Regions from separate parts of the Sus scrofa genome. Here region 2 is linked to region 1. Evidence: chromatin contacts called from public promoter capture Hi-C data. All regions are on one chromosome and are shown on one strand. Each heading gives the region's core, a stretch centred on a gene start, on an enhancer-like site or on the middle of the called end of the contact. The rest is flanking DNA. Distances are from core to core; before and after follow the strand shown. Region 1 holds the start of SEPT11 (septin-11). Region 2 holds the start of CCNI (cyclin-I).

Region 1 (6,811 bases), core at 2,676-5,175:
GGGAGGCATTCACCTCTTACTCCTCACCACATCCCCAGAAGAAAACCATTTCTCTCTTTTCATGAGTATGAGCACTGGCCATTCAAATGGACTGAAAGCTACAAATGCTAATTCTGCTGTTTGTTACACAGGGAGTTTCCGTGAAAGATGGTTTCAGTCACAGGCAAATGAACCACACAGTGTTTACATTTGGAAAAGCCCCCTTAGGCTGACTTTTTTTTTTTTTTTTTAATGGCCCCACCTATGGCACATGAAAGTTCCCAGGCCAGGGATCTAATCTGAGCTGCAGCTGTGACCTATGGGATCCCTGAACCCACTGCCTGGGAGGGGGATCAAACCCATGCTTCTGCAGCAACCTGAGCAGCTGCAGTCAGCCTCTTAACCAGCTGCACGACAGCGGGAACGCCTAGATTGATTTTTTTTTTTTTTAACAAAAACAGGGCCTGAATGTCCGTCATAACTGGATCTTACTTAACTGCTTCTCTGAAATGAGGCCCTAATGATTTCTTGCATCGGCCACCAAAGGAAGATCTGAGGATGGCACTGAGGAAGCTGTTAAATCAAGTTCTACTCCCCAGTACTAATTTTATTTCACAGATTCGAATACAAAATAAAGGGGGGGTAGGGGGGAGTAGTGGAGTCATCTGATTTCACACCTGGTGCTTTCCACTCTCAGCCAAGATTTCATGTTCTCCAAATGAATGGAAGCCAGAAAGCTCCTAGCCAGAGAGAGAATGTGAGCTTCCTCGTTCCTTGAATTGCCTCTCTTCTTCTTAGACATCTGTTCCCTCTCTAGCCAAGGCCTAGGAGAGCTGCTTGGGAGCAGAGTGTGGCCTGCTGGCCTGGATCTGCAGTGGCAAGGGACAGGAAGAATGCCTGGGTTTTAAGCACCTGTTCTTCGTCTACATTCATGGGCCCGAGGACTTGAGTCATCAGAAAGCTTGGATGACTTCTGAGGTCCAGGATGTGCTGACACAGAATCCAGGGAGGTAAACACTAGGCAGGCCATCTCAGTTGACCAAGTCCTCAGCAATTTTTCCATCGCCCTTGAATCTCCTCACCGAATCGCTCAAAGACAGGGGCGCGGTGGCCGTGTTGGAGTCGGGGGTGGGGGGGCACCTCAGTCACTGTATTCCTCTCTTTCCCTTGGCGTGGGGAATTTCTCATACTGGTTGGCCAACTTCCATTTGTTGTGCTGACTTTTGAGCAGTGCAGCAAAGGAACTCTTTCGGGTGACACTTCTAGATATTTCCCGGCTCTTGGCCTTCCTGGTGGGGGAAGAGTTTCGAACCAAGGGCTGGGTGGGGAAAATGGGCTTGCCCCGTGGGGCTTCCAGTAGCTGCCATATTTCCCCAGAGGTATTACTGGTCAGATACTGCCAAGGCTTCTTCCCACTGCTGTCCCGGACATTCACACGAGACGACAACCTTTGCACTAGCAATCTGATGATCGCCTGGTGGCCGTGGATGGCTGCAAGGTGCAGCGGAGTATACCCACAGCCAGACTTCACATTTACATCAAGAGCAATCCCTGCCTTCTGTGCACCTGAGACCAGGTCCTGAAGGGCCGTGAGGTCACCATGTTTGGCTATCCAGTGCAAGGCAGTGTACCCAGTCAGAAAGTCTTTGTGCAGCGCTAGCTGGGGGTCCTGCCAGAACAAAGTCAACGCCTGATTCCAAGTGCCACTGGCAAGCTTCACAATCCATTCATGCTCCCTGGCATCGAGGGGAACCAAGGATGACTTGTGCTCAGAAGATCTGTGGTGGACGAAGGCTGCAGGCCTCTCCCCTCCGAGGGCCCATGGGCTGTGTGGAGGACCCTGCTCCGTGGCAGCCTTAATGTCTACAAGTTTGGATGTCAAAGCAGCATCCACCCTTAGGCTGGACACTGCTCCTGCCTTGGAGGGCTTCCTGGACCGGGGCGGGCGCCGGCTCCTTTTCAGCAAATCTTCCTCCAGGCACTCCTCATCAGAGGAGGACAATCTGGCTCTCCCTGCCCTGGAGCTCCTTCTTAGAGACCTTCTTAATCTGGGGACTGGCCAGGGCAAAGGCTGCTGCGGGTGGCCTTCAAGGCCATCAGCTCCTACAGGAAGGGGCTGAGAGGTATGGCCATCCCCTGCGTTGCCTAGACCCTGGGAGCTGCCGTTGGGGCTGCCCTTCTTTGGAGAGGGGTCCCCAGCTGTATTCCTGAGCCTTCTTCCATCTGGGGCTCCTGGGGCAAGATGCAGCTCTTCGTCAGAACGCCCAGGGGACTCTTTGGGGCCACTGCTGCTCTCTTCACTACCATGGCTCTCCTGGTCTACGAAGTCCTCCAGATCTTGTAGGGACAACTGACAACGAATGCTCCGAAAGACCGCCAGTGGCGAATTCCCGGGCCAGGATTCCGAACCAGCAGGCAAAACAGAATGAGAGGAAAGAGGGGGTTCGGGTGTTGCTGACTTAGATTCGGGGACCCAGAAGCCTGGCTCTGGGGGTAGCCGGGGGAAGTCGTCGGGGAGCACCGACCAGGCTCGGATGGGGCCTCGGTCCCGGGCCTCAGGTATCTGGGGGTGTCTCGCCACCCACTCTCGAGTGCGCTGCTGCTGCTGCTGCAGGGTTGAATAAAGCAGAGGGCCGCGAGTCACCAGCTCTGGAGGATCTCCGGGGGCAGGAGAGCAGGACAGGAGAGAAGGCGACAAAGCCCAGCTCTCGGCAGCCTCGACGGTTGTAGAACGCGAGCGGGACGCGGCGGGCACAGGCGGGGGCTCCGCGGGCGCACCTTCCCGCTGCGGCCTGGGAGCCCGGCGGTCGTCCTGGGCTGGCGGAGCCTGCGCTGTCTCCTCCCCGGCGCAGGCGGTGACAGTGGTAGTGGCGGGGTCAGGGAGTGCGGCAGGCAGCGGCTGGCCTGGGAGTCCCCCCAGGCCGTTCTGGAGGCATTCCCAGCAGCAGCGGCCCTGCGTCTCGGCCGCCGCGCACCTCGCTCGGGCCTGGGCAGCCGCAGCCACAGCCGCCGGCACCCGCTCCTGGGGGCCAGAGCTGCCCCTCCGCCCCCCGCCTCCTCGGGGCGCCTCCCGGACGCCGCTGGCGGGGAATCCATTGCACCCCGCAGCGGGAACCGCGGCTGCGGCTGCGGCACCTGCTGGCTCCTCCTCTGGCTCCTTCTCGCGCCGCCGCCGCCGGGGCTGCTGCGGAGGCAGCGACTCCCCCGGGCAGGCGGGGAGTGGGCAGCGGGGCGCAGCTCCCCCTGCAGGGGCGGCGGTCGCGGGCGGGTCGCTGGGTCGCTGCAGCCCCTCCTCCCCCAAAAGGTCCCTGTACCTCCTCTTGAGCACCACGTACTTGGTGCCGTCGGGGTCCTGGCGCACTGCGGCGACCGAGTTAACGAAGCCCTTGAAAAGCTCGCGGCGGCGCTGGTGCTGGCCGGGGGGCGCGTCGGGGTCTCGGAGGAAGTGCTTGAAGTGGCTCAGCAAGGCGGCATTGGTCACTCGGCCCCCGGCTTGGCACAGAAAGTCCAGTAGTGCCTCCTGGCTCAACTCTCGGGCCATAGCTGCCCTGTGGTCACCTGGCCCCGGAGTGTCTGCGTCTCGCTCTCGCTGAGGTCTCCCCCGCCAGCCGAAACCCTGGCCTGGCGTGTGTCACCTGCGCCCGGGGCGGCGCCAGGCTCCTCCATCAGCCGCGGCCTGCCTGCAGCCCCCGAACGTGCCAGGAGGGCTGCGGGTCCCCCGGAGAGAGGCCGGGGGAGAGGGCGGCTCCCAGGCCGCCCCTGCGCGACGCGCTCCTCTTGCAGCGAGTCCCAGGCGGCGAAAGTTGCAGGGATAGGTCGGAGTCGGTTTCACCTGCGCCCTGGCGACGCCTCCTGCCCGGCTTTGGGGGAAGGGCCCGGCCCGCCTCCTCTCGTCCCTCCGCCCTCCGAGGTCTCCCCCACCCCTGCCACCCATCCCAGATGAGTCAGGCTGGTCCGAGCCGGGAGAGCGCTGTAAGGTGAGGTCGGCGGCGAGCGCGAGCCGACAACCAACAGCTCTGTGGGCCACGCAGCTGCTCCCCGCCCGGGGAATGGAAAGCAGGTAGGCGACTCGCGGTTCCTTCGGGTCTCGGCCACGTAGGAAACGAAAACAATAGAAGATCTGTTCCTGGCCTCTCCTTGCGCTGCGTAGGTCGTGGCTGAAGTCGATGGGTGGGGAAAAAGGAGCACATTAGCCAGCACCCTGCGGTCTCTCCAAAACGTATCTTTATTAACGCTGTAGGGTAGTCATTTCAGATTCCCCGAGGCGGTGCCGAGGTCGAGGAAACTGTTGCATCCCAAACAAACCTATCTCGATCTGGAGATACTGCTGGGGCGGCTCCTCCAGACACTGGCTCCTAAGGGTTCAAATACACCGTTGAAGTCTGTGCTGAAATAACACTCTGAAGGTTACGTTAAGGTGCCAGAAACATCATGATGGTTGAATTCCGGAGCAGCGGAAATGAACAAGTCTTATGTCTGGACAGTTATGGTATTTGTTGCTTAGTGTTGCTCTGTTTTTATTTACTCCAAAATTAGTGCACAATAGAGGTTTGTCCAGTCTCTTTTGTGTTGGCATTAAGCGGTGAAGTTGTTGTCCTCCGAATGTAAGGTTTCCAACACAGGCTCAGGGTGTTAAGCATCACAGGCTAGCTTGATTTGCTACCCACCTTAGAAAGTCTGCTTGACTCACTGAGGGGCTGAGAACTTCCTAATTTCAAGTTCAGTTGTAGATTAGAGCTTGAAAAACTCTAATTTCAAGACACTGGCTTCTTCCAGACTGGTGGAATCACAGCACTTTTCTTAACAGCTGCTTTCCCCCCTTCATTTTATTTGTCCACATGTGGATCCCACCTGTCCCGTAATACTCCTTCTGTTCTTATCCTGTGTCTTTATCAGTCCTATCTACATGCCCAAAATACTCTTCTTTTATCTACTCACCTGTCTGGCTCCATGCCCTGTCCCATTCTTTTTTTTTTTTTTTTTTTTTTTTTTTAAATTTAAGCCTTCCTATTTCTTTCAGTTCTGATTGGTTGTTTATCTTCAGCCCAAACTGTGACAGCAAATATGCTTATTTTTTGGAATCTTCGGTCAGCTACATTTCCAATTACAAGGTGTCTCTTTTCTCCTGCCTTGTCATGGCCAGTCTTCCTTCATGTACTGCCTCTGTCTTTCCCCTTTTCCTTCTTCGGCTTTGCTACTTCTGATTGTTTCATGACTCCTTGTCCTTTGGGCCAAGTCAGGGGTGGTGGTGTTAAAAGTATGTTGGCCCCTTAATTGTCAACATGTGTTAGCATAAGCCAGTTTTACTGACTGCCATGTAGACCACATTAGCTGAGCTTTGTTTTATGTCCCCAACAGTACTCTGGTACTTTTCCATGAATGAATTGGAATTCTTGGTTTTAAATTATCTAGGTCAGAAAGAACTGGGAAACATTTTTGTCTACCTTTGGCATTTTCTAGAATCCAAACCCAAGACTGGGTTACAGGGAGGTGGTGGTAAATGTTTTCCACTGAGGCCTCTACATTAACTTTGAGCCTTAAGGAGAGTCATTAAAATAAAGGTTTCATATAAAACTTGAGTGTCCTTTTGTGTTTATTTCCTGGTGGCATCTTGATGGGCTGCCAGATGTGTCCCCACCTGGGGCAGGAGGGCGACCCAATGGACAGCTCAAGTGGGCACTGTGGAGTGTCAAGTGGAAAAAAGCCCCCTTTGGTACTTTTCAAAACTCTGGTTATGAGATCAGGGACTTTGCAGCAAGAGAAGGTGAAGATGGGTTTGAACTTGAAGCACTTAGGACTAGAAAGACAGGAAGGGGTCATTAAGGCCACGGTTGTTGATATCAGCTTATCTTTAGTGGAAGGTGGAATTAGTAGGTCTGGAGGAGTGGAAAGTAGAAAAAGGGGAGATAACCCCTTGCTTTAGCTTTCTGGGTACCCAGGGGGGTTGGCATCCAGACCTTCTTTTTCTCTCTCTTCCCAGGTTAAGGTGAGAGATAATTGGGATGCTCTTTACCTTATCTTAAGGAACATTTTCCTGCTTCTCTCATATACAGTTCGTTTATTTCCAGAAATATTTATAGGACACCCATATTGCCCTGGCACTGCTGAAAATGAGTATAAAGAATGCATGCTCTGGAGTTCCCGTCGTGGCGCAGGGGAAACGAATCCAACTATGAACCATGAGGTTCCAGGTTTGATCCCTGGCCTCACTCAGTGGGTGAGGGATCCGGCGTTGCCGTGAGCTGTGGTGTAGGTCGCAGACATGGCTTGGATCTGGCATTGCTCTGGCTGTGGTGTAGGCCAGAGGCTGAAGCTCTGATTCAACCCCTAGCCTGGGAACCTCTGTATGCCATGGGTGAGGCCCTAAAAAGACCAAAAAAAAAAAAAAAAAAAAGAATGCATGCCCTGGAGTTCCCTTCGTGGCTCAGTGGTTAACGAACCCGACTAAGATCTATGAGGGTTCAATCCCTAGCTTCATTCAGTGGGTTGAGGATCTGGCGTTGCTGTGAGCTGTGGTATGGGCTGCAGACCCCACTCAGATCCCACGTTGCTGTGGCTGTGGTGTGGGCCAATGGCTGCAGCTCCGATTCCACCCCGGCCTAAAAAAAAAAAAAAAGAACACATGCTCAAGAACTCACTACTTATTGGGAGGAATAAATAAGACACATGGCTACAACCTGTATGTTAAGTGATTTAACAAAGACGTGTGCCAGATGCTAGAGAAATGGAGAGGCATCACATAAGGCAGGCCCCAGGCTCAGCTGCAGGGGATCAGGACAATTTTCCAATAAGAGGCAATTTGGAGAAGAAAAGGTGATGAAGAGGCCAAGGA
Region 2 (6,811 bases), core at 1,422-3,921, 180 kb after region 1:
AACTTCATTAACATGGAATTACTTTATCTATTATGATCTAATACCAATTCCACTAATAATACTGATGCCGGTGCTGTTTGCAGATCTTCACTTCACTTCTAAAAAGAGGGATTAATATGACCACACAAAAGCCTCATGTTCTAGTATCACCTCCCTGACTTTAAGCCCTTAACCTAATAATGAATTACAGGTACCTGTAATTCCAAAATAGCCTGCTCTTTCCCAATTTCCACACCTTGCCACATTGTTTTTCAACTGAAATGTCCTTCTCCAGCTTGCACTCTCCTTTCTACAGAGCAATGGTTTGCATTATATGTACTTGGACATAATTCTACCTTTGCATTTAATTGCTCCATGATAACTGATTATTTGTAGTCTGGTTTCTCCTACTATGAGTTCCTTGATGGCAGACATTCTCCAGAGTTGAGCCCTGTGCCTGGTAGCTTACACTTGTTAAGAGCTTAACAACTAAAAACAATGAATGCTTACTACTGCGCCAGGCATTGTTCAAAGTACTACGCCATATTAACTCATTTAATACTCGAACATAAAGGATAGTATTATTTTCAAGCCCCTTTTAAAGATGAATTCGTACACAAAGGTGAATGCTTTTCATTTTTAAAGTATTATACAATCAGAATAAAACATGTACACACATATTAAGCTTCCAATCTTGAGTTCCATTCTAAACGACTAGGATGTCACACTGCTAGATAAACTCACTTACCTAAGAGTAACTGCAAATCATCCCCACTGCACCTTCCCAACACAAGGTGATTATCACTACCAGTCTGCTCTTCATCAGTATTAAGAAACTTCTGCTCCTCAGAATCTCTGATGTGTCTGGTCCCAGACTAGCAAATCTAAATCCTATCCATCATCTATTTGCCGGTTCCCTTCTATTTCATCTGCCACAAATGACCTGGAATGGCTAGAGACAGCTAACGCTATTCTCATTTCAGCAGACACTACATAGCATAGTCAGGCTGTTGGGGCTGGAATTCTGGCCACTGGGTTCCAGCAGTCACCTAATGGGAAAGTCAATCTTATGAAGCCTAGCCTCAGTTTCCCTCATCTGTAAAAACGCTCAACTATCTGCTCTTGTGAAGATTCAATAGGTTGCAAGCCACTCAGAATGATGCCTGTCCGATGAGCCCCTCCAAGGGTTATCATCATGTCACACTGCTGCAGCTCAAACGCTGATGGCTCCCAGTGACAGAATAAAAGCTGAATACCTTGGTCTGACATTCAAAGAGCTTCACATTCCATCCGCCCTCGGAAGAGATACCTTCCACTATTTTGCTACTCAATTCTCAACTCCTGCCAAAATGATCTGCAGTGGAACCCCTGGCTCGGCAGAGGGCCTTCTTTTCAATTTTGGAGTGTTCTTATGCCCTTCGGGGTGTAACTCAAAGCTCACCTCTCCAGATGCCCGAACCCACGCAAACCCTAGGTAACGTCCCTCTCCCACAAGCTCCCGCCGCGCTGGCGGGTCACCCCATTCATCTGGCCTGCCCCCGGCTCTGCACTATAAAGCATCTTCCCCTCACTCCCGCCCGAGCACCGAGGTCTAAGGGTGGGGGTGTGTCCCCGTCTTTGTGCATCCCACGGGCTCCGGAGCCTAGAACTCTCACTAGTAGGCAATTTGCTGGTGCTACAAAAAAGTTACTTGCAGACACACAAAAAAAAGGCCCGAAAGGGGAAACCAGCGGAGCCCTTTCCAAACTGGGAAGGGGCCGAGTTGACCAGGCGGGCGTCCGAAAGGTTTCTGGGGTGGCGAGGTGGGGAGCGCGGCGACGCGGAACAGGGGAAGGCGCGCGCACAGGGGTCGCGGGGACGCGTCGAGCCCCCCGCCCCCGCCCCCTCACCTTCTCCTCCTCTTCCTCCTCCTCCTCCTCCTCCCCGGCAGAGCTGTAGGCCTCACAGTGGTGACGCGGGGTCATCCGGGGGCCCGTTACCACCTCATTTTTCTCAGCGCGCGGCGGCGGGGCGCGCGTGACGAGGACCGGGCCGACTGAGGAGGGAGAAGAGGGGGAATTGGGCCGGAGGGCGCTGGCGCTCGAGCGGGACGCACGGCTGCGGCCGGTGGGTCGGTCAGCGAATTAGTTCCATGACGCCCCCGGACCTGAAGCCGCCGCCGCGGGTCCCGCTCCTCCAACCGCCGCTTGTGCCCGGGTGGGGAGGGGGTTCCCTCTCGCCATAGGGCGGCGGGGGCCGGGGAGAGGCGGGGGGTGAGACCGGCTCTGCCCCTGCCCGGGGGAAGCACCTCCGAGGGGAAATGGTGAAAGGGGGGAAGGGGAGGAAAAAGAAAAAAAAAAAAAAAAAAAAGGAAGGGGAAAAGGGGGGGAAAATAAGAAAAAGCGAGACAGAGGCGCTGCCGCGTCCGCTCGCGGGGAAGGCAGGGGAGGGAGGGGAAAGGATGAAGAAGCGCCGGCTCCCTCGGCTCCGCCCTCGCGGACCGATCCCTAGACTTGCTCACTCCTTGTAAACAAGAGTGAATTGGTTTCCCCTTTTTTTCCTCTCTTGTGCCTTCTCCGTCCAACGAAAGCACGGAGAGGTCTGGAAAAAAGCTGGACTGTTGGAAATGGGCTGGAGAAGTCGTTGGCACCGGGGTGGGAGAAGGGAAGGCTTTTTGTGGGCTAAGAAAAGCTAAAGGTGCATGGACTCATTTTCCGTGGAGGAGCGGAAGGGCTCCTCTTCGACCTCACGGTGACGTAAGTGCCTCCTTGGCTCTTAGAAAGAGGCGTGAGGTGGCCGGAGAGCAATCTGCGCATGCGCGCCGAAGAAGAAAGACGCGACGGAGCGCTCCGTTTGGGGGGGTTGGGTTCTGTGGATGCTTTTCTGGCCGAGCGAAGCGCTACCTGGTTTTTTTCTTTGTTTTTTGGGGTGTTTTTTTTTGTGGGGTTTTGGGGTGTTTTTGTTTTTGATCCAGCCTATCTTTGTCTAGGGTTTGTAAAAGGGTTAATTGGGAAAAGGTTGACGTCTGTTGTGTAAGGATCATGCATTCTTTGTTGCCCTCGCGAAAAGTTCCTTGTTCTCTTCTTGCAATTGACGTGTAAATAGAATTGCGGGTTTTTTCCGCTGCCACGTCGTGGGTGGAGGGAGATTCTAAAGCGCATTAGAAATCGGGAAGTTAAGGGGTAAATAGTAAACACCTCTTTTAAAACGAAATGATACTGCTGGCAGCCATGGGTACCTTCTTGGTAACGTGCCAAGGGAATTCTGTCTACTTAACTGACACGGCTGAGTATTTCAGAGTAGGTTTTATTACCAGGTCTTTAAAGACTGTCTGGTGACATAAGTGTTTTATTTGGGGTTCCTTCACTGGACAGGAATCAAACCTGTGCCACAGCAGTGACAACTCCGAATCCTTAACCCACTGAGCCACCAGGGAATGCCAAAATGGGACTTTTTTTTTTTTTTGGCCATTTGCTCATCTTTTAATTATTTTGGTTATTAAAAGAATATGTAAAATTACAGAAAGTTTTGTAAGAAAAAAAAACCCCTCAAACTCAACCTTTTACAGAAGTTGTCATGTTTGTGTTTTCCATCTCTGTTATATGCCTGTTTTAGCAGTCTTAAATTTGTTTTGAGCTTATTCATAGAGCCAGACCAGGTGCTAAGCTCTAGCAACTAAATAACTAAGAAATGGCTTCTACCTTCCTAGAGTTTACAATTCAAACACCAAAAGTAACCCTTGAGCTAATTATCACTATGTAAAATCACCCAGTACATTGATCTGCTTACTTGAACATTGTATTCTCTCCCTAGAATATACGGTCTAGGTTGGCAGAGATCTTACATGTTTTATTTCACCCAGTATTCCTGCATGTAAAAGGTTTTCAATATTTGATTACTGACTGAATAAACAATTACCAGTATCAAATGTATTAAGATGCAGGCTGCTATGGAAACATTTACTCCCAGTCTAGTTAGGGATATCAGAGAAGTTCTGTGAGGAAGAGACATTTAAGATGAGACTTGAAACCACTGGGCAAAGAAGTGGGGAAAGAGTGATATACAAGAGGAAACAACCTTGCAAAGGCTCTAGAGCTGAGACATTGTAAAAATCTCTGAAAGTTTATATAGCAGGTCCTCAGAGAATTCAGGGGGAGAGAAGTGAGACCAGGGGCAGGGGACAGGTCCCTAAAACAGAATAGGGAAGGGAAGCCCAGGAAGGGTTTTAAGTGGGTCATATTTTGCTTTTTTTTCCACTTCATGTAGCTTTTTCTTAAATGACCTTTATTGCTATATGGTCTTCCTTCTATATAGGCAACATTTTTCTGCATAATACCATTCATTGTTGGACCATGAAATTACTTCTGGTTTTCACTTACTATGAGAATCATACTGGGGCACAACATTGTAAATCAACTACACTTTAATAAAGAGAAAAAAAAAAAAAAAAGACTCATACTGGAGTTCCTGTTGTGGCCAGATGGGTTAAGAATCCATCTGCAGCTGCTCCAGTCATTGTGGAGGTGCAGGTTCAATCCCTGGCCCAGCACGGTGGGTTGCTGCAGCTCTGATTAAACCCCTGGCCTGGGAACTTCCATACGCTGTGAGGCCATTTAGAAGGAGAAAGAAAGGAAGGAAGGAAGGAAGGGAGAAATCATACCAATTCCATTCCCAGATATATAGTCAAGCGAAATGTGAACATGTCCATGCAGAAACTTGTACTTGAATCTTCACAACAGCATTATTCATAATGGGGAAAAAGACGAAACAACACAAATATCCACCAACTGATGAATGCATAAGTCAAATGTGGCATATCTACACAACGGAATGTTATTTGGCCGTAATAAGGAGGTATTGATATATGGTGTAACATGGATGACCCTTGAAAACAATTGCAGTCTTTTGTGGCTGGCTTCCTTCACTTAGCATAATGATTCCATTTATATGAAATGTTCAGAATAGGCAAATCTATAGAAAGTAGGTTAGTGGTTGCTTAAGACCAAAGACGGAGAAAGGGTTGGAGAGTAGTAGGTAAGAGTTTTGGGGTTTCTTTTTGATGAAAATATTTTACAGTTAATTGTGATGGTTGTAAACTCTATACTAAAAACAATTGAAGTGTGCACATTTAAAAGATGAATTGCATGAGATGTAAGATCTCAATAAAGCTATTACCAAAAAAATGAAAGAAAAAACAAAAATAATACAATTAATAACTTCCTGTGTAACATTTTCTGGGTTATTCCTGGGTGCAAGAGCATTTACATTTTTATGGTGTTTGATAAATACCAATTTTCCAAATTGCTTGGCAGAGGATTTGAATCAATTAAAATATAACCAAGAGTTTTTAAGAGCTCTCCATTACAGGCACCAACCAGTCCAGGGGATACCACCCCCAAGTATGGCAGCTACAATGTCTTGTGGTTCTCCAACCCAGGACTCTCCTCGACAGAGATGGTGAAGGGTTGCCTAAATAGCTGGTTTCAGCATCTGCTCCCAGGGGCCTCGCCTGAATGCTACCTCGGCTAGCCAGGATCTCTGAAGTGGGAGAACAGAGGCCCAAGTGGTCAAGGACAGGGACAAGGGCAATTTTTGATACAACAGGTGACGCTGAAAGTCAAAAAAAAAAAAAAAAAAAAAAAAACAAAAAAACTCTCCATTACATACGTACATACTTACCCTTTTTGAAACTTAGTTTTATTAAAACTCTTACTGCCCATGAGATCGCCAGTGGCAATTTAGTCTAGAATACTATAAATATAAGTACAAGTAATTAATAGGTGGATAAGGAACTGTTCCAGTTATCCTAACCAAAAATATGGATATTCTTTTTCACCATTCACTGGAAAGATCTTCCTTTTTTGTTGTTTTTTAGGGCTGCTCCTGCAGCATATGGAGTTGCCCAGGCTAGGGGTCTAATTGGAGCTACAGCTACAGGCCTACGCCACAGCCACAGCAACACGGGATCCAAGCCGCGTCTGCAACCTACACCACAGCTCACAGCAACACTGGATCCTTAACCCACTGAGCAAGGCCAGGGATCGAACTAGAAACTTCATGGTTACTAGTCGGATTCGTTTCCGTTGCACCACAAGGGGAACTCCAAAAGACCTTACTTTTAATCAACATCTTTTTATAAATGGAATATTATTTTTTAAAAAATGAGTTGTTTTAGTTGTAGCAAATAGAAAGTCTTTGCAATTCCCTGAGACAATAAAGAAGGCATTAAAGAAAATATTAATATCCCTGTGTTGGTAAGGAATTCATATTTTTTCATTTTAAAAATATATTTTAGGAATATTTTGTCCTATATACTAAAAATAAAGTACCTTTCAGGAGTTCCCATAGTGGCTCAGTGGTTAACGAATCAGACTAGGAACCATGAGGTTGCGGGTTCGATCCCTGGCCTTGCTCAGTGGGTTAAGGATCCAGCGTTGCCATTAGCTGTGGTGTAGGTTGCAGATGCGGCTCGGATCCCGCGTTGCTGTGGCTGTGGCGTAGGCCGGTGGCTACAGCTCCGAGTGGACCCCTAGCCTGGGAACCTCCATATGCCAAGGGAGCGGCCCTAGAAAAGGCAAAAAGACCAATAAATGAAAAATAAACTACCTTTCTCATGGTATTTGGGACTAAAAAAAACTTAAATTTATTGACTACTCACTGTGTACCATGCATTGCACTGAGCACTTTTATCGCTTTCTCTTGTGTTTGTTCCTATAGCATTCCTCTACTGTAGGTGTTTTTGTCATCTCCATTTTCCAGAAGATAAAGAGGTAAAGTAAATCCTCAAGGCTGATCACACAGCCCAGAGGGGCACAGCCAGGATTCAAACCCACCTGGTGTTGCTCTAGAGATG

Evidence for each region. Promoter capture Hi-C pulls out the DNA fragments that hold promoters and counts their contacts.
Region 2: a promoter capture Hi-C map of liver shows a contact between it and region 1, with 2.6 times the contacts expected there. The contact joins the promoter of CCNI here to the promoter of SEPT11 in region 1. A contact is called at or near these places in 1 of 5 promoter capture datasets (liver) and 1 of 47 Hi-C or Micro-C datasets (embryonic fibroblasts).

Annotation. Positions count from the first base shown.
Region 1 is chr8:72,539,716-72,546,526 of Sscrofa11.1, forward strand. SEPT11 (septin-11) reads left to right here and starts at 3,926. Exons shown (of 11, transcript XM_021101474.1): 1 at 3,926-4,039. SOWAHB (ankyrin repeat domain-containing protein SOWAHB) reads right to left here and starts at 3,601. Exons shown (of 1, transcript XM_005666780.3): 1 at 1-3,601. The coding sequence starts at 3,520. The coding sequence ends at 1,121.
Region 2 is chr8:72,716,636-72,723,446 of Sscrofa11.1, forward strand. It overlaps CCNI (cyclin-I), which reads right to left and starts at 2,672. Exons shown (of 7, transcript XM_003129097.6): 1 at 1,869-2,672.